Regions from separate parts of the Mus musculus genome. Here all the other regions are linked to region 1. Evidence: chromatin contacts called from public HiChIP or PLAC-seq and promoter capture Hi-C data. All regions are on one chromosome and are shown on one strand. Each heading gives the region's core, a stretch centred on a gene start, on an enhancer-like site or on the middle of the called end of the contact. The rest is flanking DNA. Distances are from core to core; before and after follow the strand shown. Region 1 holds the start of Clstn1 (calsyntenin 1). Region 2 holds the start of Slc25a33 (solute carrier family 25, member 33). Region 3 overlaps Ube4b (ubiquitination factor E4B). Region 4 holds the start of Rbp7 (retinol binding protein 7, cellular). Region 5 holds the start of Ube4bos3 (ubiquitination factor E4B, opposite strand 3).

The links. Promoter capture Hi-C pulls out the DNA fragments that hold promoters and counts their contacts. HiChIP or PLAC-seq counts read pairs in DNA pulled down with a chosen protein or histone mark. Capture Hi-C pulls out chosen DNA fragments and counts their contacts.
Region 2: a contact with region 1 is called in an H3K4me3 HiChIP or PLAC-seq map of embryonic stem cells, with 17 read pairs. The contact joins the promoter of Slc25a33 here to the promoter of Clstn1 in region 1. A contact is called at or near these places in 2 of 115 datasets of contacts at active chromatin or transcription factors (embryonic stem cells and pancreatic cancer cells) and 1 of 9 other capture datasets (adipose tissue).
Region 3: a promoter capture Hi-C map of the C10 cell line shows a contact between it and region 1, with 2.4 times the contacts expected there. The contact joins the enhancer-like site here to the promoter of Clstn1 in region 1. A contact is called at or near these places in 7 of 39 promoter capture datasets (the 3T3-L1 cell line, the C10 cell line, the HPC-7 cell line and 4 more), 2 of 115 datasets of contacts at active chromatin or transcription factors (both in embryonic stem cells) and 1 of 9 other capture datasets (pancreatic islet).
Region 4: a contact with region 1 is called in a promoter capture Hi-C map of adipose tissue. The contact joins the promoter of Rbp7 here to the promoter of Clstn1 in region 1. A contact is called at or near these places in 3 of 39 promoter capture datasets (embryonic stem cells, stem cell-derived epiblast-like cells and trophoblast stem cells), 7 of 484 Hi-C or Micro-C datasets (8-cell embryo, bone marrow-derived macrophages, embryonic stem cells and 2 more), 6 of 115 datasets of contacts at active chromatin or transcription factors (embryonic stem cells, microglia and pancreatic cancer cells) and 3 of 9 other capture datasets (adipose tissue, liver and pancreatic islet).
Region 5: a contact with region 1 is called in a promoter capture Hi-C map of adipose tissue. The contact joins the promoter of Ube4bos3 here to the promoter of Clstn1 in region 1. A contact is called at or near these places in 12 of 39 promoter capture datasets (the 3T3-L1 cell line, the HPC-7 cell line, cranial neural crest and 8 more), 1 of 115 datasets of contacts at active chromatin or transcription factors (embryonic stem cells) and 3 of 9 other capture datasets (adipose tissue, liver and pancreatic islet).

What each region holds. Positions count from the first base shown.
Region 1 is chr4:149,584,801-149,589,585 of GRCm38.p6, forward strand. Clstn1 (calsyntenin 1) reads left to right here and starts at 1,668. Exons shown (of 19, transcript NM_023051.5): 1 at 1,668-1,972. The coding sequence starts at 1,882.
Region 2 is chr4:149,772,909-149,777,983 of GRCm38.p6, forward strand. Slc25a33 (solute carrier family 25, member 33) reads right to left here and starts at 1,359. Exons shown (of 7, transcript NM_027460.2): 1 at 1,092-1,359. The coding sequence starts at 1,147.
Region 3 is chr4:149,363,452-149,368,180 of GRCm38.p6, forward strand. Ube4b (ubiquitination factor E4B) reads right to left here. Exons shown (of 27, transcript NM_022022.3): 10 at 2,003-2,086. Among named protein-coding and RNA genes, the nearest start is that of Ube4bos3, 31 kb to the left of the region's middle. Within about 2 kb of position 1,625, at least 44 of the 459 cell types and tissues checked have an H3K27ac peak or open chromatin away from gene starts, as enhancers often do. A contact at or near this core is called in hippocampal neurons, where this site is marked.
Region 4 is chr4:149,452,079-149,456,948 of GRCm38.p6, forward strand. Rbp7 (retinol binding protein 7, cellular) reads right to left here and starts at 2,890. Exons shown (of 4, transcript NM_022020.2): 1 at 2,800-2,890; 2 at 1,278-1,456; 3 at 771-872. The coding sequence starts at 2,872.
Region 5 is chr4:149,332,227-149,336,979 of GRCm38.p6, forward strand. It overlaps Ube4bos3 (ubiquitination factor E4B, opposite strand 3), which reads left to right and starts at 2,413. Exons shown (of 2, transcript NR_131918.1): 1 at 2,413-2,502; 2 at 3,006-3,686. Ube4b (ubiquitination factor E4B) reads right to left here. Exons shown (of 27, transcript NM_022022.3): 24 at 2,886-3,077.

The sequences.
Region 1 (4,785 bases), core at 418-2,917:
TGAGATAGCAAGCAGCTTGACTGGGGACTATATGGTTTCAGTGGGTGGGGCAGGAACATTCCAGGAGGACTTCTTGAGGGAGGCAGTCCTGACATTCTCAGGGCAGGGGTAAAGGAGGCTGGGTCAGGGGCTGCTGGCTTTGGGTAGGAATGGATTTGGGTGAAGACACCAACAGCATACTCTATGCTGTGTAGGGCCCAGCTGAGGTGGGAAGTCTTCCCAGAACTTCCTAGAGCAGCTGAGGTGGCCAAAGGAAGTCTCTCAAGAGTCAACAACAACGTTGGTTGGCAGGTGCAGCCGCAGTCAGACATCTTTGGGAGGAGTGCTGGGGCGTGGTCTAGAGGTGGGGACAGGTCAGGAAACAAAGGACAGAGAGGAGAGTTTCCGTTACAGTTTGCTTTGACCCTGTCTCGGTAGGTCGGTTGGTCTGCGCACAGGTCACCGTACCTCTCCTCACAGCTGTTGAAGGTCTTCCTGTAGCGTCAAGTCCAAATCCTCTGTCCTGCCGTGTCCAGGCACCTCAGTCTACCTCTGTGGGCTTCTTGCCCAAACTTTCCTAAACAATGCTCTCTCTCCACAGGCCATACTCCACCCAGCCTGGAGGGCTGTCCGCCTTCCTCACCCTCTCCCCAAGCTGGCCCACCAGCACCCCATCCTCTCTCAAACACGCCCTGGACATCGCTGGCGACTCTTCCAACAGTGGCCGAAATAACTGTTGCAGGGCTGTTGAGGTTTGTGTTGTGGGTGTCTCCCTAATGAGGCCACCCTGCCCTCCAGGGCTGATGACTCTCAGTTGTTTGACCTGAGAAGGCATTTCACTTTCCTCAGCTGCAACACAGTGTGCTCACCGAAGCCCACCGTGACTCTGTCAGCCCTCTCCTCTAGAATAGGGCAGTGTGTGTGTGTGTGTGTGTGTGTGTCTGTTTGTCCATCCAGATTACAGGAGACATACAAGGAAAAGGGACAGACTCCAGAGAACCCTGCAGAGAACCCCAGAAAGGGCCCTTCTTTTGACTCTCCATATTCCTAAAGGGTACTTAGCATCTTCTTTATCGCGCTACAAGGCTATAAATAAGCGACAAAAGGTTTCTACGGTAAATCAGGAGTCCCTGGAGACAAAAGTCCCTTTCCAAACCCCCAGACTGGAGCTGGAGAACAAGTACAGCCACCCTAGGCTTTTACCAAACTCACTGGGATGAGTTGTGTCCCTGCAACCTTTCCTGAGCCCACAAGCTTTGCTCATCACCTCCACTCGGCAGAGGAGGTCACCGAGGTGCTTGGAGGTGACACCGCTTGGATGAAGTGGCCGGGTGCTGGAGCTCTGAGGCCCTAGGATCTGCAGTAGGACAAGTCCTTAGGTTCGGAAACCAAGGAGCGGATCCCCAGGTGCCTTGGGGGGCTTCCAGGTGCAGCGTCCAGGGGCGCGCGCGAGGAGGAGGAGTGGATGCTCCGGGTTGGCCGCGGGCAGGGGGCGCGTCCAGCGGGTCCCTCCCGGTTGCTCCCGGGCCAATCTTCCTCGGCGCGTCCCCGCAGGCGCGCACCCAGGGCTCAGCCTGTGGGCTCGCGCACCCGCGGAGCGGGGAGCGTGCGCGCGCGCTCTCCCTCCCCGCCCCGCCCGCCGCCACCCCGCCCCCGGCCGGGTACCCTCGCCGGACCCGAGAGAGAGCGCCGCCGCCATCTTAGCCGCCGCCGCCTCCAGCGCAGCGCTGCCGACGAGGGGAGGGCGCGCGCGGCCCAGCAGCACGGCGGCTGCCGTTCCCATCCCGGTGCTCGCCGCGCCGCCCAGCCGCCGGCCCCCGGCTGCCCGCGCCCCTCTCGGCGTCCCGCGCGACTCCCTGCTGCTTCCGCGTCGGGCCGGCCGTGGCGCCCCGAGCCCGAGCGATGCTGCGCCGCCCTGCGCCCGCGCTGGCCCCGGCCGTCCGGCTGCTGCTGGCGGGGCTGCTGTGCGGCGGCGGGGTCTGGGCCGCGCGAGGTAAGCGACGGGGCGCGGTGAGCCGGGTGCGGGAGTCAGAACCGAGTGCAAGGTTGGGCCGAATGCAGAAGTCATGCGGGGCCGCGGGGTTCGGGTCGGGGCCGGGTGCGGGAACCGTGCTCGGGTGCAAGGTGGGGGGCTGAGTGCGAGGGTCATGCGGGGCGGCGGGGTTATGGGCAAGTGCTGCAGTCCTGTAGGGCCTCTGGGTTCTGGGCCGAGTGCGGGACTCGTGCCAGAGCCCAGGGTTCGGGTCCTAGTGCGCGCATTGTATCAGGCAAGGTTCGGGTCCGAGTGTGGGGATCGTGCCGAGGCCCAGGGTTCGGATACGAGTGCGCGAGTCATATTGGGCAAGGTTGGGTCCGAGTTCGGGCATAGTAACCGGGTGCAAGGAGGTGGGCAGAGTGCAGGAGTCGTGCAGGGCCGCGGAATTTGGGTCCGAGTGTGGGAATTGTGCCAGGGCTGAGGGTTCAGGTCCGAGTGCGCGCGTCGTATTGGGCGAGGCTCGGATCCCGGTGCGCAGATCGTCTCCAGCAAGGTTCGGGGCCCAGATCGTATCAGGTGCACAGGTACAGGACCCAGTGCAGGAATAGTGTCAGCGCACAGGGATCGGTGCCGAGTGAGGTAGTGTTGCTGGGGCGCGGGGTTCCGACCCGACTGTGTGACTGATTGCCTGGGAGCGGGGCTCTGGGCTGAGTGCGGAACATCGAGCCCGCTCGCTACGTGAGATTCAGGTTCAGGCGCTCAGAGAAGAGCTCCGGAGAACCTAGGCGCGCGCTGCAGATGCCTGGGGAAGCCAATTTTGTACCCGGGCGGGGCACCTGGGCCATGACTGCCCTAGTTGTAGCCCCAGGGTGCTTGAGGTGCTGGTCTGGGGAGATCTGGGGACACGCGGTGGGAGTTAGCCCACTTTCCAGTAGCGCATGCAGCCTGGGGGGTGCGCCCCTGGGTGGGATGCAGTGTACGTGTGTTGGATGATCAGCCCAGGGATGCACGCAAGGATTTTGGTGTGTGCTTACATAAGATTCCACTCCTCCGCATCACTTTCCCAAGATCCCGGTTCTCTGCTGCGGCTAGGTGGACACCACGACTTCGCCCCTTTTCGCCTCCTCTCCGCGTCCTTTAAACGCGGTTTCGGAAGTAACAGAGGCGAAAACTCCTCTTCCTTCCCACCCTTTTGCCCAAAGACGAAATTGAGAAGGTGTTTGTGATCACTTTTCATCCACCAGTGTGAACAAAGCGCTCGTCCGCTGCACCTTTACTCAGAGTAGTGTACCGGACTTGTATGACCACCACAGAGACCAGCCAGCCCCGCTAATTCCTTAGGAGTGTGGGAGGCAAATAGGATTTTGCTGTTTTAAATCTTCATCCACTTCATCTAAACATTGTACCTGCCTTCTGATATTGACCGAGCTTGCCACCAAAACTGCTTACGCATTGCAGATAAAGCCTTCTGAATGGAACTTGAAACCGTAAACATTTTTCCTGGTCTTAAAGTAGTCTAGGTAGATAGTCTGTAGAGAGTGCTCGAATCTATTTTCTTCAAGTGTATATTTTGGAAATCAAAAGAGCTTTGTGGGAGGAGGATTGATAGAAGTCTGGGTGAGATGGTCACGTAATAACTTTGCAAGCTTTAAAAAAAGATTGCCTTTTCTGCTTGGCCTGACTTAGGAAAGTTGTGTTCACAAAAAAGGGCAGAAGAGGGCAAAGCATCCTTTGTTCCAGCGTGCCACACAGAGGGTGATAAACTGAAAACTTCTTTTATTCCATCTAGAACATTCTGTCCATTCTTGTCAAATTCAGCTCCTTGCCACTAAGTATCTAATTACCGTGCATTTGATTTTTTTTTTTGAAAAGTTTCAGCAAACCAAGTATGAAATGAGGTTTGAAGCCTGGTCTATTTAAGAGGAAGAAAACTTGGTTTTGCTTCTTTTGGAAAAAAAAACCAGCCCATACATGAAAGGAGGGGAGGGCTGGGTTGGGTATTTTGGAAACAGTTCAAGTAATGTTTAGTTGAGTTGGTAATAGCATCGCCTGCTTGAATTACTGCTTTTAAGGTGTCTTCCTGCATCTACCTACAGTACTGCTCATCTTTTAGTTACTTGGGTAAACCATGGTCAGGCTCACCTGATTACCCTCATTATGGCTGAGAGGAATGTGAAATTTCCAACGTCTTACAAAGTAAAAATGTTTGAACATCAGTTTTTCTTTTGCATTTACCGTTTTTTTTCCAGCTTGCATGGTCATGAATATTCCATGACATGCTAATAAAACAATTTCAGTTTGAAATGTTACAAATGAGTTTTATATGTAAATATGCGGTTTCTGGAGGCACTTTCCCTGGGCTCATTATTCCAGTGAACATCTGAGTCCTCCCTGCAACGTTGGTGCTGGGGACGGAGCCCAGGGCCCGAAGGCTGGACAGGCATCTGCTCCTGAGCCACACTGCCCCTTCAGCATTCCCGTTTGTTTCTTGTTGCAAGATGGAATGGCATAAACTGTTTGTTGGTCAGCCTCCATATGCCTTCAGTGATGATGAGTGAGATAAAGGTCATATGCGGACTTATAGTGAGAATGACAGCTATCCTAATATAAAATTGCACTGGACTATTAATTAGCTGTTGTTTGTTTTGTTTTGTTTTCCCCCCTATCTTTGAGATAGTCTCACTCTGTAGCCAGGAACTTGCTATGTGGGCCAGGCTGGCCCTGAACTTGTGATTGCCTGGGCTCTTTCCCCATTGCTGAGCTTACATATATCGCACCTCCTGTTTGGCTAATTCCGTTGTTTGTTTGTTTTGTTGTTGTTTTTAAGTGTA
Region 2 (5,075 bases), core at 109-2,608, 190 kb after region 1:
CTCAAAGGTTAATACCAATGAAGACATGGATAGGAGGAATGAAGGCCTGACAGAAATGGATGAACAAGAAATTCCTCCTGCCTAGGCACAACCATTAAAGCTATCTGACGGGTGAAAGGTACTGCCAGCCTGCCAGGTAAAAGGACCAAGGCACCAGAAACCCTTTCATCACCGTTATTTTCTGGATAACCCTTTCATTAACCATTACTTTCTAGTATATGGAACTGTTTAGGTCCAGTTATAGTTCTCAAGTGAAGATGATAACACAGGAAAAACGCTGCATGTTATGTAAAACTTAAATAGCTGGGCTAAATCTCAAAGAGCTCTTCATGACCCCAGGGCTGGGGACACAGCTCCATAGATAGTTTGAAAAACCAGCACCAAAAGGGTCCCAAGCCACTAGCAGCTATGACAAAAGGAAAAGAAAAATACTATTTAAAAAAGAAAACCCCAAACTTTCGTTTTTTTAGGGGGTTAATTCAGCTCCTAGTTGTATCCTCCTATCATGATGTGTTCCTCCACTGAAAATCACTGAAAGGTGCTTTAGGATCGATTAGCACTGACCAACCTTCCGAGGTCCCCATTTACCGTCCCACGTGGTGCAGACCAGCATCCGTTCCCCCCCAACCCCCCATACTCCGCAGGGCAGGCCACGGGCTGCCCTGCGACACCTGCCCGCAGCTCTGACCCAGCGCAGTACCTCCTGGGCTAGCTGCCCCGGGACCTCCAGCATCCGCACCTCTGCAGCGGTGAGTGACCGCAGCGTGATCAGGAAAACGCCAGGAGGCCGGAGCCACAGGGGCTCGGCGCGATCGCCCCTGGTGACAGTCACACCAGCCAGGAATTGTTCAAAAGGAGAATACGGCGAGAGGCGGCCGGTGGGTGGGGGATGGGACCGCGGACGCGCCGGGTGGAAAGCCGCCGTGCCGGCTGACCCCGCGGTGGGGACGCCGAAGCCACGACCCTCCTGGGCTGCCCGTCCTGGCTTCACCCCAGTCCGCGACGGACGGGAAACGCGGATTCCCAAGGCCACGGCACGCAGGGGGAGAAGGCCGGGGCTGAGGCGAGAGCAGCTCGGGCCCCAGACTCACCCGCCGGCGAAGAGATGAAGCAGCGTGTTCTCTTTCTGCTGAGTGCCCGTCGCCATGGCCGCGCCGGCTCCGCGGCCCGCCGCAGCCGCTCGTGGGACGCGCGAGGTCTTGAGCTCCGCTGGCTTCGCTGCCTTCCTCAGGCAGCCGCCGACGCGCCCATGCGCGCGGGAGGCCCAGGCGCCCGGCTCCCTCCGCGGCGTCGCGCCCGGCCAGTCAGCGGCCTCTGCGGCGCTTTCCAGCCGCTAGGCAGAGAGCCTAGCGCGCGGCCGTCACGTGGCGGAGGCCGGGCCGTGACGTCGCGGGGCGCGGCGCGGCGGAGGTGTGGGCCCGGATCCCGTACGCCTATTGGACGGCAGGTGGATGTGGGCGTGGCGGTCGTGCAACGCGGGGCGGGATCAGGCCCCGAAGGGCTGCTCAGGATAATAAGAGGATGACCAGCAAACTGGTCAAAGCTGCTTGGTCCTTCTCAGAGGCTGGAAACTGAGTGTGTAACCATGCCCTATGCTCCAAACCTCTTCTTCTTTTTCTTCTTTTTAAAATTATGTTTATGTGTGTGTGATTTGTTTTTTTTTAAGACAGTCTTACATTGCAGTCCTGGACTGCCTGGAACTTGCCATGTAGACCAAGCTTGGCCTCAAATTCACATTTTATCCGCCTGCCTCTGCCTCCCAAGTGCTGGGCCTAAAGGCGTGCGCCACCACTACCCAGCACCTTGGAACTTTCTATGTAGACCAAGATAACCTCGAAGTCACATTGATCCTTTTGCCTCTGCCTCTCCAGTGCTGAGATTACCCAGCTGTTTTTTGTGGTTTTTATTGTGTGTTTTTAAGGGATGTCATGGGTTCACACATGCCACTGTCTAATGGTGAAGACCAGAGCACAGCTTGCAGGAGTCAGTTTTGCCTATTCATCATGCAGGTCCCAGGAATTGACTTGTTTTTTGAGACAGGGTTTCTCTGTGTAGTTCTAGGTGTTCTGGAACTTACTGTGTAGACCAAACTGGCCTCAAACTCACAGATCTACCTGCTTCTGCCTCCTGAGTGCTGTGATTGAAGGCATGAGCCACCATGCCTCACGGGTCCCAGGAATTGGACTCAAGTTGTCGGATTTGGCTGCAAGTACATTTACCCTGAGCTCCCGATCTTTTTAAGAATTTCATTCTGTAATATTTCCATGTATAAACATGTATGGTGATTACATATTACATCTCACAGCTCTGAGCTTAAATAGGAAAAAAAAAAAAAAAACACGTCACCTAAACAGCCTGCCCTCCTCTAGCCTACCCTTAGTGTTTTGTGTGTTCTTGATCTTTCTATAAATAGCATTATATTTGGTATGTATTTTGCAGTGTGAATTTTGTACTGTGTGCGCTGATGCTCGGACTTGAGCGACCCAGATCGCTCCTCCCCTTAAATATCCTGGACCACTGCCACAGTGAGCCTGGCATCTTCTTACCTCCAGGTCTGGCTCTTGGCTGGGCTTTGCCTGGTTGCCCTGGCAGCACCCTGATCACATGGCTTCGGTGACTCCATGTGGGCTCGTGTACTCACTCTGTTTTATTCAAACTGTTTGTCCCATTCTGGAATGCAAGCTCCATGGGAGTGGGGGGCCTTGTTTTTACACTTCATGGTTGTTCTTAACAGATTGTTCCTGTCACGGTACCTGCCACCTAGTACTGCCCAGGGAACTAATAAACAAATGTCCTAGATTGAACTGATCATTCTACTCCTCCCCCAAGCCTGCTCAGTCTCTTCTGTTCCCTGCCCTGGTAGTGACTCTATATTCTGCACAGGCACCAAGGCCATTAATGTCAGCTTCTAAACTGACTCATACTCTCTCCCTTCCCCTCCCTCCCTCCCTCCCTCCCTCTCTTCCCTCTTTCTTACTTTCTCCCTTCTTCTGCTTCTGACACTTCTAGCTCTGACAAGTCTTGGAACTCATCCTTTCCTTCCTTCCTTCCCCCTCCCCTGCTAGGGACTCCAGGTCTGTGTGTGTCCCACCAACTCTGCAGCTGAGAGGAAGCTGTCCCCACAGGCCACTCCTTTGCTCCTTTACCTTCCAGAGTATTCGGATGCAGAACACACCAACCCATTGTCTTCCGTCTCCCACATCTGATGAGAAGCACCGCCTTTAACCGGCTGAGCTGCCAGACGTCCTGTGTGTACACAGAGGGAAACTGGAGTAGGAGGCGAGCTGTGAGCAAACACGGCAGATCTGTATTTGATAGTGGGCATTGCTTAGAAACAACTGCTAGGCTCAGTCACCTGCAAACACAGTGATTGCTCTATAGTAAAGCCATTGCTGCCAGGCAGAGCTGGGCATAGCAGCGATCCAAATCTGGGCATAGAGTTCAGTGGTAGAGCGGAGCTCTCCATGTGGGAGGATCCATACCAGCTACACTCTAATATTGGACAAAGGAAAGGAAAAGGTGAGATTCTTCATCTTTCTTGTATCTACCAAATCCTTCGCTTTCGTTGCTTAGGAAATGAGAGCTTACTTTAGCTGACATAGATTTTTAAGTCTTTTTTTTTTTTTTTTTTTTTTGGTTTTTCGAGACAGGGTTTCTCTGTGTAGCCTTGGCTGTCCTGGAACTCACTCTGTAGACCAGGCTGGCCTTGAATTCAGAAATCTGCCTGTCTCTGCCTCCCAAGTACTGGGACTAAAGGTGTGCGCCACCACTGCCCGGCTGATTTTTAAGTCTTTTAATAAAAAAAAAAATTATGTGTATAAATATATCACATGTATGCCTAGTGTCCAAGAAGACCAGAAGAGGCAGTCAGATCCCCTGGATCTGGGGTTACAGAAAGTCCCAAACCACCACATCAGTGCTGGGGACAGAACTCAGGTCCTCTCCAAGGGTAGGCTGAGCCACCTCTCCAGCCCCAGTAAAAGGAGGTTTGTAGGGTAGTGGGGAACTTAAGCAGGGTGCTGCCAGGCTGTTAACTAGAAGGGAGTTGTCCCTCTCTGTGCAGGATTTTGGGGTTTGCTTGTCTATTTGTCTGACTGTCTGTTCAGAGACAAGGTCTCACTATGTAGCACTGGCCAGCCTGCAACTCTCTCTATATGGGCAAAGCTAAGCTTGAACTCACAGAACTCTGCCTGCCTACCTCAGCCACCCAAGCACCGCGCCATGCCCCATCCTAGACTGGACTTTAAACCAGAGGAGGTGCCACCCTGGGAACCCACCCCTTTCCTTGGCTCTAACCCTTCGGCAGAGCCAGTCTCCTGGCTTCTTCTCCTCGGGCCTGCCAGTGCAGTGCTGAGCTGGACACACAGCTGAGACTCCAGCCTGCTTGTCAGCAAGGCAGCTTGCCTGCGAGAGCTTTTCCAAGGTCCTTCACGTCCACTATCACTGCAGACCCATGTTGTTGGCAGCCCTGTTGTTTTGTTCCCTCTCGTAGACAAGCAGGACACATCCACCCAAGGTCAACAGCTAAATTGGTGGCTGATGCAACGCTCTGTCATGCCTCAGAGTTTTTGAATGAGCTGTTTCTGATTCCGGGATGCCAGCCTTCCTCCACTGCGCAGGTTCCTGCTGGACCTACAGTACCTCTCCTTCCTCCTCCCTGGACTAAGTATTAAGCCAGCTCAGAGATTGGCCTCCTCGTGAAGCGTGTCTAGTCCCTCTTGGCTCCTGTTTCCTGGAAGGATTTGACTACAGCACCTGTACTACGGAACTACAGCAGGAGGTTGTGAACCACTTGAATTTACTCCCTGGTGTGTCCCTTGCTGGGAAGGAAGAACTCGGGCAGCATTTTCAGAGGGAAGTCTGGGAATTTTTGTTGACATCTGTGAATAAGTTATTTGGCTCAGCAATGCCACATGGCAAGAGCTGTTGGTTTCCGTTGTTTAACACATCTACTGTTTAAATCAGTACTTCAGGCTCCTTGGGTACAGCAGAGATGGAAATGGACACAAATCCTTCGCTTTGGGACAGTGGCAGTGTGCTTGCACAAAGCATTGTGTATTGAATCCAGCATGGCA
Region 3 (4,729 bases), core at 375-2,874, 220 kb before region 1:
CGAAAAGAGTTAGTAAAGGAACAAACATAGAGTTTCAATTTCTTTATGGCCTCATCCTATACAAAGTTGTACCTGTATGTAAGTCATATAGTGAGTGAGTTCCATGGTTTTATATTTTTTCTATTATAATCCTGTAACAAAAATACCAAAAGACATTCATCTCTCAAAATTTCAAAGCAGCAAATGTCAGACAGAAAAGAACCTCTCACTTGTTGCTGTTTGGTAAGGTTTTTTGTTTTGTTTTCCCCAGATGGGGCCTCTCTATAGAGCTCTGGCTGTTCTGGAACTATGTAGCCCATGATGGCCTCGAACTCACAGTGATCAGGTGCACCCGCCTCTGCCTGCCAAGTGATGGGATGAAAGTCATGGACCACGATGCCTCTTGTATGGACAGCAGTATTTTATAACAGTTGAGTCCTCGGTGAGAATCTGGCTAAAGACTCTTATTATAGTCTATGGTTGTTCTGAGCACCACGGGGCACCAGGCACATCTACTTGGAAACAAAGACCACGGATGAGATGTGTGGCCTCAATGGCAGGCAGGCTACAGACACACCGAGATTTATGTGGGTTTAGTCCTCCTGCTTGCCAGGCAAGCACTTTAGCTACTAAATCAACTCCTTAACCTGTATTAACAGGCTATTAAAATTTTAAAAAATTACTCACTTAGTGTGCGCTTATGTGTGTATGTGTGTGTGTGTGTGTGTGCATGTGCACACGCACATGTATAGACAGGCGCACACATGCCAAAGCCCCTATCTAGATGTCAAAGTAAAACTGCTCAGCAGTTGGTTAGTGCCCTGCACCAGGTTTTGGGGCAGAATCTCCTTTTTCTACTATTGTGCTTTGCTGCTCCAAGCTAGCTAGCCCACAATTATCCTGTACCAGCCTCTTATCTTACCCTAGCTATCCTGTGACTACAGATAGTAGGCAGCACACCTGTCTTTTAATGTTGATTCCGAGAAAGCAAACTCAGGTCACAGGGTTGTGTGGCAAGTATTTTAACCTGCTGGATCATCTCTCTGGCCCAGTCGGGCATGGCAACACAAAGCAGTCATCCTAGCATTCGGGATAATGATGCAGGTTCATGACCACACGGCCAGCCTGCACAACACAGGAAGATACTAAAATGATCTGTTGGGGATTTTTTAAAGATTTATTTTTATTTGTGTGTGCCAGGTATATGCCTCCTGAGTGCTCGGCAGCACCTGTGAAGGCAGAAGAGGGAAATCCTCTGGAGCCGGAGTTCCAGGCTGTCCTGCAAACCACACTCGAGCCATGCGGAAGAGCATCAGACACTCCTGACTGCTAAGCTGTCTTCCCAGCCCCAATCCTATGTTGCGTCTCCATTTATTATTACTGTGTGTGTGTGTCCGGGGAAAGGGGGAGTTGAGTATGTATGTGGGATCTCTCTCTCATCTTGACGTGGGTTCCAGTTGTCAGGCCTGAACAGCAAGCATCTAGTAACTCAAGAGCAAGCTATCTCATGATGCTTGATGTTCAAATCCCAAGTATGGCTTGCTTGTTGTTCTGTAAACCAGCAAGATGCCTCTGACAGTCATCCTTTGTGCTGGCTCCCCAGAATAGCAAGGCACATTCCCACAGTGCCTCACTCGCTGCTGTCTAGGACTGGCAGTGGCGGGGCATGGAAAGCTGCCAATACACTAGGGTGGCTCAGGACACAGTCACACAAGTGTCTGGCCTATAGCAGGGTCTCAGGTTTTACATCTGAAGGTGAGAGTGATCTACACTTGTAATCTCAGCACTCGAGAGGAGGGCGCAGGGCCATGAGCTAACGCAGACATGAGACTGTGTCTCAAGAAAGGAAGAAAAAAATGAAAGGAAAGGAAAGGAAAGGAAAGGAAAGGGAAAAAGAAAAAAAAGAAAAAGAAAGAAAAGGAAAAACAAGGTTAAACACAGATCTGATAAAAAAAAAGGAATATGCTTTTACCATGAGGGGATTATTTATATATCAATTAAAAAGGAAAGATTGAGCTTTTACCATGAGGGGGTACTTAAAGTAGTCGCTTTCCAAGGAGCACTCTTTGGCAGCCAGCGCCAGGCCTTGTAAAATGGGGATAAAGATCTGTAAGAAAGAGAACCACAAACGTTAGGTGTGAGAAAGGTTAGCACGCAGGCTCTGAAGATGACTACCAGTCTGTAGTCCACACACTTGCACTCTCCCCTGCCCCATCCCCCCCTCCCCCCAAGACACACTGGTTTTCCCCATCCATAAAAACAACTCTACAACTCTTTGGTGTGGCTGGTCCACCAGGACAACTGTCCAAGCAGCACCAGAGCTCAGCTGTGCAGGGAAGGACGAGCGTTGAGCACTAGCAGCACTCTGGCAGGGCCCACGGCCTGTAGGGCGCAGACAGGGCGGCTGAGAGCGTGGGGGGAGGGTCCTGCTGCACACCTCAGCACTCCCACTTGCCCTGCCCCCACAGTGTTGCTGATTAACACACACCCATGATCTGCATGGAAATCACACTAAGTGTTCCACTTTCTCCTCGAATCCACCAACACTTAAGAAATTGTTTCCCTCTGTTGCATTCAACTGAGAACAAGGAGACAGCTGATGAATGTTCAAACTGAAAATTTTATTTTTAGTAAGAATGTCTTGCTAACACAGTCACCTGACCAGGAAATTGAAGGGTAGTCAGACACACAAGGCTGGCACTGATTTGGTGACAGTGGCCAAGCCCTGCTGCTCAGCACAGCTCACCTTCAAATTTAACAGTGCCTTCTCACTGAGCCACACAATTAGGAGTGGGCTAGCATCTAAGACTAACACCATCACGAGGAGAAGGTACACAGCAGCCGGCAACGTGAACCACAGCTGTAAAGGGCGCGTAGTATAAACCTACTAGAAACCTGTACCAATCCCTCAGGCCACAAAGCTCATCCCATCCCAGGGAAGTTTCAGCACAGGAGAAACGGGATAGAAAGATAGCGCACACCTGCGCAGAGCACAGCCAGGTATCAGAACAGCGCTGGAAGAGATCATTCTGGTCTCTGTAACTCAAGTAATCAGGGTGGATGGTATTTGTGCTTTCTTAAGCAATCTGAAAACACTCAACACAGGCAAGAGATGCCAGAACCGCAATCAAGAAGGCAAAACTTCTACAGTCACACAGATAAACGCCATTAACTGTCCATCCAAAAAATATTTAAAATTTACTTTTTTTAGTAGAGTTATCCTCCTGTGTAAGTAAGAGTTTAATTGATAATAAACAGGCAAAATATGAATAAGCATAAATTGTTATCATCAAGGATTCTATTTTTAAATTTTAATCTTACTGTGTTCATATAATATGTTGTATAAGTAGGTATGTGTGCATATGAATGTGAGATCAGAGGGCAACTATTAGGTGTCTTCCCTTTCGGGTTCAGGAACCACACTCAAGCCGTCAGGCTTACAAAGCAAGCATTTCTGCCTAGAGACAGCTTGCCTGCCTAGGCACCATACTGTTGTTGTGACCTGCATACTAAACGTTACTCTTTTATTTCCAAGTAAGAGCCTCCAGGGGAGATAGAAGCTTCAACGCTAATCTCCAGCCCTTACATTAAGTTGCTATTTACTTCTGTTTGTTCATTTGGAAACATCACTCAAACATTAGAGGAAGTAGAAATTCCAGTCAAGGACTTAGCCAGGTCATAGTTGCCGCACCTGTTAGGTAAAAGGCAGGACGTGGTCTGGGGTCTCCAGTCCCTTTCCTTCGCATTCTCTCCAAAGAAACCTCAAACACAGGAAGACAACAGCACTCACGCCAGCCAGCCAGCCCGAGAGAGCACCAGCTTTCTGTGACTCAGAGGCCTATCTGTGCTGTTTGCTGCCACTGAGTTCATGCCATGTCCTTTACAAAGCCACCTAAGGTCACTTTATTATGGTCTCAGCATAAGTTTATCAATAAAATAAGCACAAAATGTCCCTTCAGCTAATTTTTGACCTGATTTTAAAGTTACTCTGGGTTCTTCATTGCTGGCTTGTACGAAAAAAGAAAATCCTTCTAATTAAGGGTCACCCCCCCCCCCCAAAGGCTGCCTCTCTTAACTCTCCAGAGACAATGACGTTTTCCCACGCGAATTTCCGGATTCGCCTAAAGATGAGCAGCTCAGGTGCTCCCTTATTGTTCCTGTGTCCACAAGACACCACCAAAGACCGAGGTCACCAACTGCAGAGTAGAACCGCTTTACAGAGAGTTTTTCTTCTTGAATCCTGAATTGTTCTTTCTTCCTTCCTTCTCCCCCTGACCCCCCTAGCCCCCCAATGAGATGAAGTCTAGCCTGGAACTTAACCGTATAGGCCAGGCTGGTTTCAAACCCATAGAGACTTACTTGCCTCGGACTGGAGAGTGCTGGGTCAAAGGCCTGGACTGTGCTTTTACAAACGTAAGAAGCCGACGGTCTTTAAACCAAGAGTTATGAGTGTACAGACAGAAAGCAAGGCGAAGGCGTGCTGCCAGCCGACAATGCCCGCAGTGAGATCTAGGGCCTTCTTATTTATTTCCTTTTTAGCACATGTTACCTATGATGGGTTTCATGACGGCCTTTTTGTACACGCACATAAAAGCACTTTTATCACCCTCACCCCATCACATGCCTGCGTCTCCTTCCCACTCCATTCATTCTCTTCTTCCTCTTAACTTCAGGCCCCGGTCGCCTCTTCCTTCCCCTCCCTTCCTTTCCCACCTTACCAGTGGCTTTATCACTCAAGAAGGTATCTATC
Region 4 (4,870 bases), core at 1,640-4,139, 130 kb before region 1:
GAGGAGAAATCAGTTTTCTCCTATGGCGCACAGTATATCAGCTGCTCTCCAAGGCATATCTCATGTGCAGGAGAAGTGACCACTGCAAAATGGACTCCATGCGCCTATTGTTGTCTGGGGGTTGTTTTTGTTGTTGTTTTTAAATTTATTTATTTTGGTTTCAAAGAAGGAATATGAAGTTAGGTACTAGATAGAGAGATAAAAGTCTGAAAGGACTTAGGGAGGGGATAGAATATGATCAAAACATACTGTTATGACAACTTTTTTTTTTTTGGTTTTTGGTTTTTGTTTTTTTTCGAGACAGGGTTTCTCTGTATAGCCCTGGCTCTCCTGGAACTCACTCTGTAGACCAGGCTGGCCTCGAACTCAGAAATCTGCCTGCCTCTGCTTTCCAAGTGCTGGGATTAAAGGTGTGCGCCACCACTGCCCGGCTGACAACTTTTTTAAATAGTAAAAAACAAGGGGATAGAGAGATAGCTCTTGCAAAGGACCAGGGTGCAGTTCCCCACACTCACAACCACCTGCAACTCTAGTTCCAAGGGGATCTAGTGCCCTCTTTTGGTCTCTGAAGGCACTGCATACATGTGACACACACACACACACACACACACACACACACACAGAGAGAGAGAGAGAGAGAGAGAGAGAGAGAGAGAGAGGCACATAGGCACACATACATACACATGAATACAAGTAAAGAAATAGTGATTTAAATCTCTCCTCCCACCCCTCCCCCAAAATGTTTTCAAAAGATCAGGACAGATCAGTACCAGGTGGAGCTGGTCCCCTTCGATCCAGTGGCTCCAGCCTCTGTTTTTCTTCTCTCCTCTCTGTACGCAAGTGAGTTTGTCATTCTCCCAGGTAACCAGGCTCTGCAAGGAGGGAGAGAGAAACAGTGTTTCACTATGGCAGGATCCTTAAACATTACCGGGTGGACTGAGTGAAGCGCTAACTGAGATCTGCAGCCTAGGTTACATTTTGATCTTTTAAAATTTTATGTGTTGCCTCCATGCATGTATGTGTACTATGTGCATGGCTGGTGCCCACAGAGGTCCTTGGAATTGCAGTTACAGGTGGTTGTGAGCCACCATGTGGGTGCTGGGAATTAAACTCTCCATTCTCTACAAGAGCCCAAATGCTCTTAGCTGATGAGCTGTTTCTCCAGCCCCAAGCCTATGTTCTTTCGTTTTTCTTTTTCTAAGGTGCTAGTAATCTTCCCTGGGCCTCATGCTGGCTAAGTGAGAGCCCTAGCCCTTAGCTGCTGCCTAAGCCCTTACCGTGCATTTTCTGTTATCCAGGCCTTTGTTATCCTCCTCAAACTCTTCTCCAACTTTGAATTTTACAAGGTAGTTCCTGAGGCTGCTGCACGTCTGGATGGTGAAGGAGTCCCCATTTTGCTCAATCACTTTCTGTGGCTTCAGCAACTTGGCAATCTTACGAGTTGCAAAGTCAATACCTGCAAAGTTATTGTTCTTATTATATATATTTTTTATTTTAATCATTTACATTGATGTATGCGTGGGCATGCGTGTGTAACTCAGAGAGCAGCTGGTTTTAAAGCAGGATTTTACATAACACATGCTGTCTTTGAACTTATACAGGCAAAGGTGACATTACACTTCTGATCTTCTTCCCTCCACTTCCAAATATTGGATCATAGGTGTGCACCACCATACTTGACTCACGAGAACTTGTATAAATTTTACCTGCAGGCATATCTGTGCACCACATGTATGCAGTGCCCAGAGAGGCCAGAAGAGGGCATCGCATTCCCTGTAAACAGGGCATTCAGATGGTTGTGCGCTGCCATGTGCATGACTAAGCCACCTCTCTAGCCGCTAAAGAAGGATGATTTTTTTTTTAATTGCTTTTACTTACTGGGGTTTTGAAGTCTGTTCTATGTACTTGAAGGAAGTTTTTCAAGTACCCAGTACAGCAAGATATGGTAGCTTAGGTCTCTAATCTCTATACTTGGGAAACTGAGAAAGGAGGATTTCCTGAAGTCTGAGACCAGCCTGGTCTACAAAGTGAGGTCCAGGCCAGCTTGACCTACAACGTGAGACCTTATCTCAAAACAGACAAACAAAAAAACCCGAACAAATAAATCCCAATACAAGCCCTGGCAAGGATGCTCTGCATGCAGGAATAGTTGCCCAAATCTGTCAAATCCATAGAGCCAGAGCAAGTTGCCCGGTCAGCGCCATACCGAGAGTCTTTTAGGAAGCAGGGTCAGTGATCAGACCCTCTCTCGTGGACCCATGCACTGGAGGCCACAGGGTTCAGGGTGTGGGGCACTGCTCTCTCGCCACACACATGGGCAGCTCAGGCTGACTCTGCCGGTTCATCTGCAGGAGTAGCCTTGAACTCCGAACACTGGCCATTAGCCAAGCGGGCTCAGCTCTGGCGGGGAAATTGAATTCTCACGCAGACTGCAGCTGCTGTTTGCCTGGTTTCCAGTGCCAGGACCCGCCCTGCCCCTAGGAGCCCCAGCCGCTCCCAACCGTATCCCACATATCCACGCAGATTTGGATAGGCAGGGGTACATAAGCACCTGAGATTCGAGGAACGCAGAGAGGTACCGACAGATGGGATGAGTGACAGACGAGACAAGGGGGTCAGAAGAAAGACAGAGCAGCAGAGACTCTGGGACAAGGACAGGAGCTGACCAGCGAGAACATAACCCACAGGGGACAGAAGGACCTGGAACACACAGGACAAACTGTCTTCACTCAATCCCGGAGGCCCGAGGCCTTGCTCCCCAACCTTAGCTCCCCCTAGCTGCACAACCCTAAGTCCTACCCAGGGCCAGCATGTAGCCCTCGAAGTTGTCGCTGCTGAGAAGATTCCAGGTACCGCTGAGGTCTGCTGGCATGGTTTGGTGTCTGTCCGCAGCCAAAGCCCAAGAGTCACAGGCAGTGGTGCCCTATATTGTCAATGGGGCGAGGGCGGAGCCAGGATGGAGCCCAAGGGGACTGCAGGAGGGGACAGGGAAGCTGGGGGTGTGGAGCCCTGGCTATCCCTCCTTCCTTCCTTTCCCACGTACTCCTGGCTCCATCCCTTCTCCTGCCCCACCCTACCTTGGCAACCTCTGTTTCCCTTGTGACTCCCTCCTTTAGTTTAACTTTAAACACCTCTGAGCCCAGGGTGTGACCCAGGTCATCCCTTATTCTTAGATGTTAATAACTAAACGAATGGCTTTCAGCTCCCAGCATCAAATACTGACTGGGTCAACATAAATGTTTAAAACCAGCTGTTCTCTGATTTACACACGCATGCCCACACATACATCAATGTATATGCAGCACCTAGCCATCCTAATAAATAGGAACTCATTTATTTGGGGGGGGGTTTCAAGACAGGGTTTCTCTGTATAGCCCTGGCTGTCCTGGAGCTCACTTTGTAGACCAGGCTGGCCTCAAACTCAGAAATCCACCTGCCTCTGCCACCCGAGTGCTGGGATTAAAGGCATGTGCCACCACGCCCAGCTCTTTTTTTTTTTTTTTAAGATTTATTTTATTTATTATATGTAAGTACACTGTAGCTGCCTTCAAACACCAGAAGAGGGAATCAGGTCTTGATTCAGATGGTTGTGAGCCACCATGTGGTTGCTGGGGTTTGAACTCAGGACCTTTGGAAGAGCAGTCAGTGCTCTTAACCGCTGAGCCATCTCTTTAGCCCAGGAACTCATTTCTTTTACCCTGCTCAGGTTAGACCAGCTGGTCAGACTTGACTGTGTGTTAGCTGGAAATCTGTCCACACTTGAAAATTGAGGGCCAGGGGTTGGAGAGATGGCTCAGTGGTTAAGAGTACTGACTGCTCTTCCAGAGGTCCTGAGTTCAATTTCCAGCAACCACATGGTGGCTCACAACCATCTGTAATGGGATCTGACACCCTCTTCTGGTGTGTCTGAAGACAGCTACAGTGTACTCACACACATGAAATAAAGAAATAAATCTTAAAAAAAAAAAAAAAAAAGAGCTGAGGGCTGGGTCTGGTAAGCTATAGGCTCTTTATGGACTGTTAGGGATCCCAGATAGCATGGAGGTTGAGTTCTCTAAGAGTCCCAAGAGAACCACAAAGGTGCTGCCCTGTGTCCTACAAAGCGATCTCAGAAGTTAGGTGACATCACTTCCACCAGAGTCCTAAACCTTTCAAAATTCAAAAGAAGGAAACTGGAAACCAGGCTGGAGACGCAGCTCAGTGACAGAGAGCTTGCACTGAGGCCCTGGGCTCTGTGTCTGCACCGTAAAAGCAAGCGGGTGGGTCTTAGTTTTGTTACCTGTTGCTGTGATGAAATACTCATACAAAAGCCACTTATCGGGGAAGGGATTGTTTTAACTCACCATTCCAAGTTATGGTCCAGCCTTGCAGGGAAGCCAGGGTCACAGGCACGTGAAGCTATCAGACATCCACAGTCAAAAGCAGAAATGCCTGCCTGTGCTGGGCCCACTCATGTCTCCTGTCACACACTCCAAGACCTAAACTCTGCCAACGGTACAGGGTCCTTCCACATCAGTTAACAGGCATCATGGACACCCATGGTGACACAGCTAGCACTGACAAAAACTCACAACTTTGTTAACTTTTTTTTTTCAGGTTGGCTGTTGTGGCACATATCTTTGATCCTAGCACTCAGGAGGAAGAAGCAGGCAGATTTCTGAGTTCAAGGCCAGCCTGATCTACAGAATGAGTTCCGGGATGACCAGAACTGCACAGAGAAATCCTGTTTTGAAAAACCAAATAAAACCAAATCAATCAAACAAACAAAAAAACAAAAAACAAAAAAACCCCAAAAACCTGTTTATAATTTGCATATGTTTTATGTCTTCTCCCTCTCTGTCTCCATCTCCCTCTCCCTCTCCTAGTCCAT
Region 5 (4,753 bases), core at 1,163-3,662, 250 kb before region 1:
CATTACCTCCCAGTTATACAGTCTTTTTTAATTTTCTTTTTCTTTTCTTCCTTCCTTCTTTTTTTTTTTTAAAGATTTATTTATTGAGCCGGGCGTGGTGGCATACGCCTTTAATCCCAGCACTCCGGGAGGCAGAGGCAGGCAGATTTCTGAGTTCAAGGCCAGCCTGGTCTACAAAGTGAGTTCCAGGACTGCTAGGGCTATACAGAGAAACCCTGTCTCAAAAAACCAAAAAAACCAACCAACAAACAAAAAAAACCCCAAAGATTTATTTACTATGTAAGTACACCGTAGCTGTTTTCAGACACACCAGAAGAGGGCATCAGATCGCATTATGGATGGCTGTGAGCCACCATGTTGCTGGGGTTTGAACTCAGGACCTTCAGAAAAGCAGTCAGCGCTCTTACCTGCTGAGCCATCTCTCCAGCCCCCAGTCATGTAGTCTCATGTAAATCCCTAACCTGCCCAAACTAGATTCCTCAGGTGTGACGTGGTCAGCGACTCAGCTCTGAGGGATCTACTGTGTAACAATCACCCACACCACAAAACACACAGCACTCGTGCTTCACAGTGCCCACTTGCTGACTTAGGCCAAGATACAAAGGAGAATGGGTCTCCTGGGGCCCAGGGACACAACCACAGTCTCTAATCACACCAGCAACAACAGAACACAAACCAAAACCATCAAGTAAACCAATGTCCATGAATTTGCTTACGTGAAGACTCCACCTTCCAATGCTGCCGTTCCCTCTCCGGCCTGTGAGACTGCACGTGAGATTCAGAGGAGGAGCAGGATGGCAGGGTCCCCCTCTGCTCCCCAGTGTGAGAGCAAGGGGCCAGCGACAGGGCCTGCAGGAGCTTCTGTTTCACTGTGAGGCCTCTGCCGAGTCTGCTGCTCATCTTGTGACCTTGTGAGCAGGATCTACACTGACACCTACACAGACTCATCTCTTTCCAGCAGTGGGGGAAACTCCTTAATCCATCTGCCTTCTTTTTAATGAGCGACAATCTCAGTATGGAGCCCTGGTTGGCTTGGAACGTTTTATGTAGACCAGGCTGGCACTGAATTCAAAAGTCTGCCTGTCCCTTTCCCCCGAGCACTGCATTTTAAAGCTTCCATTTCTAAATAACCACACAGGCCTGCTTCCTCTGCATATCCCCGCTCCACTCCCCTGTCCACGCCTGGAACCCCAGCACTGGGGAGGCAGCCGGCCGGCTACACAGCGAGACAGTGTCCCAAACAGTAAGAAACAACAAGAAGCATCGATACATTAATAATTGTGCGATAAAGTTGTAGTTGAAAAGACAGTGTATGGGCTGGAAAGATGGCTCAGTGGTTAAGAGCACTGACTGCTCTTCCAAAGGTCCTGAGTTCAATTCCCGGAAACCACATGGTGGCTCACAACCATTCATAACAAGATCTGGCACCCTCTTCTGGGGTGTCTGAAGACAGCTACAGTATACTTACAAATAATAAATAAATCTTAAAAAAAAAAAAAAGGCAGTGTATGATCAACACATACCTGCGATTCTAGCACTTGGGAGGCTGACACTAAAGGATCCTGGGTTCAAGGCTAGCCTGTCTCAAAAAAAAAAAAAAAACCAAACCAAACCAAACTAAGAAAACAAGAGTATATATACAACTCTTGTGTTTTAACATTGCTCCTTTGAATTAGCTATAGGCAGTGACCTTTGGAGAGTTCTGAGGATGGGTAACATATGCTGTGCATACAAAGATAGTGACATGGGAAGCAATATACCACACTCTGAACATTTAGGGAGATGGTGAGAATATGGGTACAGGGTTTGACTGCCAGTCACACATTCTCCCTCTATACCATACTTTCTGAGCCTGGACACGCCACTAAGCTCCTCTGTGCCCTGTGTTCCTTACTTTAAAACAAAGGGTTTAGTAGAAGCTGTGCCATAGAATTCATGCTTATCAAATGAGTGGTCAGAGCGGTATACAGTAAACACGAAGCATTACTGTGCTGCAGAGCTGCCCAGATGTCAGGCATGGTAGCACACATCAATGTACTCAAGAGGAGAGTTTGAGATCAGGAGTTCAAAGGCTAGCCTAGTCTACACGAGACATTATGGCAAAAGACCTGGGAAGAAAGATGCTCAGAGACCATGGAGGGGAGGAACCCTTTCCTTTTTCTCTGCAAAAGTCTCCGGCTGGACTAAGGGTTGAGCCTAGAACTTTGCAAGTTCAGGTGCTCTACCGCTGAACTATACTCCTAGCTCAATTTTGTTTTCATGGATGGTCTCAGTTAAGTCCAGGTTAGCCTTGAACTTGTGACCAACCTGTTTCCAGCCCCCTGAGTATTTGGGATACAGGCTTGTGCCACCAGGACAGTCAACAGGATCCCCTTCTGTGACATCACAGAGGGAAGGCCTGTACTGGAGGCTGTGGTACATGAGCTGACCTGACCCCCAAGGCTCTTGGATAAAGGAGAGGAGGCAGGCGTTGGCTTGAAGGCCATGTATTCATGGCAGCTGGTAAGCAGGGCGCTTGGGAAGACCTGCAATTTCCTGACACAGCAAACAGAGTTTGGAAACAGAATCTGTTTGGGGGTCTGAGGGATTAGGGGGCCAGCTCTGCTCTATTCTCCCAAGGAAGCATCAGTTCTTCTCCTGGACCAGCTGTGGTCCTCGACTTCATGTTCACTGCATTAACAACTTCTGAAAACGAGACTTTAAAATTCCTGCTTTAACCTCTTTTGAGGTGTGGAGTACACACACACACACACACACACGCACAGGGTGGAGGGGGACGACAACACACACACGCACAAGGTCTGCTGTGAAGGTGCAGACCACAGATGCCAACCACACGGCTCAGTGCCAGGCCTCCTGATGAGATGGGCCTCCTCAGTGCTCACCTGGTCATCGGCGATGGCTTTAGCAAAGCGAGCACAGTCCAATTGTAAATAAATATCTGTCAGTTGGTCCAACAGCTTCTTTGGCTCAAAACCATACTTCTCTGGGTTTTCAACTTTCAGGTCCCGGCACTTGGGTCCGCAGAGCTGCTGCAGGTTAAAGTTCAGCATGGCTGCTAATCGGGGACCAAGCTCCTAGGAAATGAAGGACAACAGGACGGTCCAAGCTGCTGCAAAGTCCAGGCCCAGAAGCTCCTACCCCAGTGGGAATGGGCTGCTCAATCTGCAAAGCACCCCTGAATTGTGCTGAGCTGCAGCACAAAGCTAGAGAAAGCATTGGAATCAAACATCTCCCCCGCCATTGATCTGAAAACCCCTATAATGGAGTGGTCTGATTGCATAGAGATGAACGCCCACAGAAGTCTTCTGGAAAGAGACACTTTCTCTTAGAGCATCACTCCAAAGTCACTGAGAAGCAGGGAGAGGACAGAGGCCCTCGCTGTCCTGTCACTGTGGCTGGGAAGCCTCATGTCCACATTTCCCCATAAACTTCTCAAGTCCCCAACAGTCAGGCACGTGTTGTTCTAATCTACTTACTGAAGAGAGAGAAGACGGTGACATTTGTCAACGGCGTACGTCTTGCCACTGTGATGAATTAAACTGACAGAATATTAAGGACAAATAGCCCTCAAGAGTCGGCAGGCCAACAGTACCTGCTGCAGCTGGGACAAACATGGCTTCTGAGCTCAGAGACAGCTGCTGTAGACCAGACATTAAATACTGACCAGCAAAAAGATTCCTTAACTAATGAGGTCCTCATGCAGTGACTGGGTTCATACAAAAAAATCTCCTGAGCTTCCTGTTGTAGAAATCATGGTTTTAGCCCAGTGTTGGAAAGCTGGGGGCTGAAAAAGTGCTTAAGCGAGCAAGGAAGGAGGGCAGAAATGCAGGCGGGCTGAAGAGATGGCTTGGCTTTTAAGAAAACGTGCTTCTCTTCCAGAGGACACACACTTTGGTTCCCAGCACCAATATCAGTGCGCTCCTAAGAGTAGGCAAATCCAGCTCCAGGGAGTCTAAAGCTCTCTTCTGACCGCCAAAGGCGCTGGCAAGCACATAGCATATACCGTCCCTAACACACCCACACATAAAGTTGTATTTGAATGTGGTCACTCTTTTGGAAAACAGTCAGGCTTGTCTATGTCCAGGCTATCACAGGAGCACAGCTGAGCAGGTGCCTGAGACACATCTCCAACACCTTTAACCGGCTGCTCTCTCAGCCTTGGTAGGAGATGCTAGCAAATCCCCTTTACACATCCCTAAGGGAGCAGGAATGTGGACCACGGTGAGCTGCTTCCCGCTCGCTCGCATCTGCTGCTATGCTGACATCTGCTTATCAAGAAACAGGAAAAGACCCAGATCTCAGTCTGTAGACAGGCCCCCGTGTGACAGTGGCCCTGCTGGAGGCAACACAGTGATTCCTGTCACAGAGCAGTGAGGAAGCACAGAGAAGGAGAGGAATACACAGTAAAGCTGCACATGTGCAGACAGCTGCAGATGGACCTCAGCTCCCTGCGCACTGCCACCCCACAGGTACCTCAGCTCTTTACTGGGGTGGGGTCTCCATTACACTGCCCATTCTCAACCTCGGAACAGGACTGGGCCAGGAGTTTCAGCCATCAGGTCACAGTAAGCCTCAGTCACAGTTCTCAGGAGCCCCCAGCTCCCTCAATGTTGCCTCAAAGCTCTTTTATAAGCAGCAAGCATCTTTTACCTATTACTCTACTTAATGTCCTCCAAATCATAATGTGTTACCTTATACTTTTCTGATATATAAACAGGTAATTCAGTAACAATGAAATTGTGTCACAAAT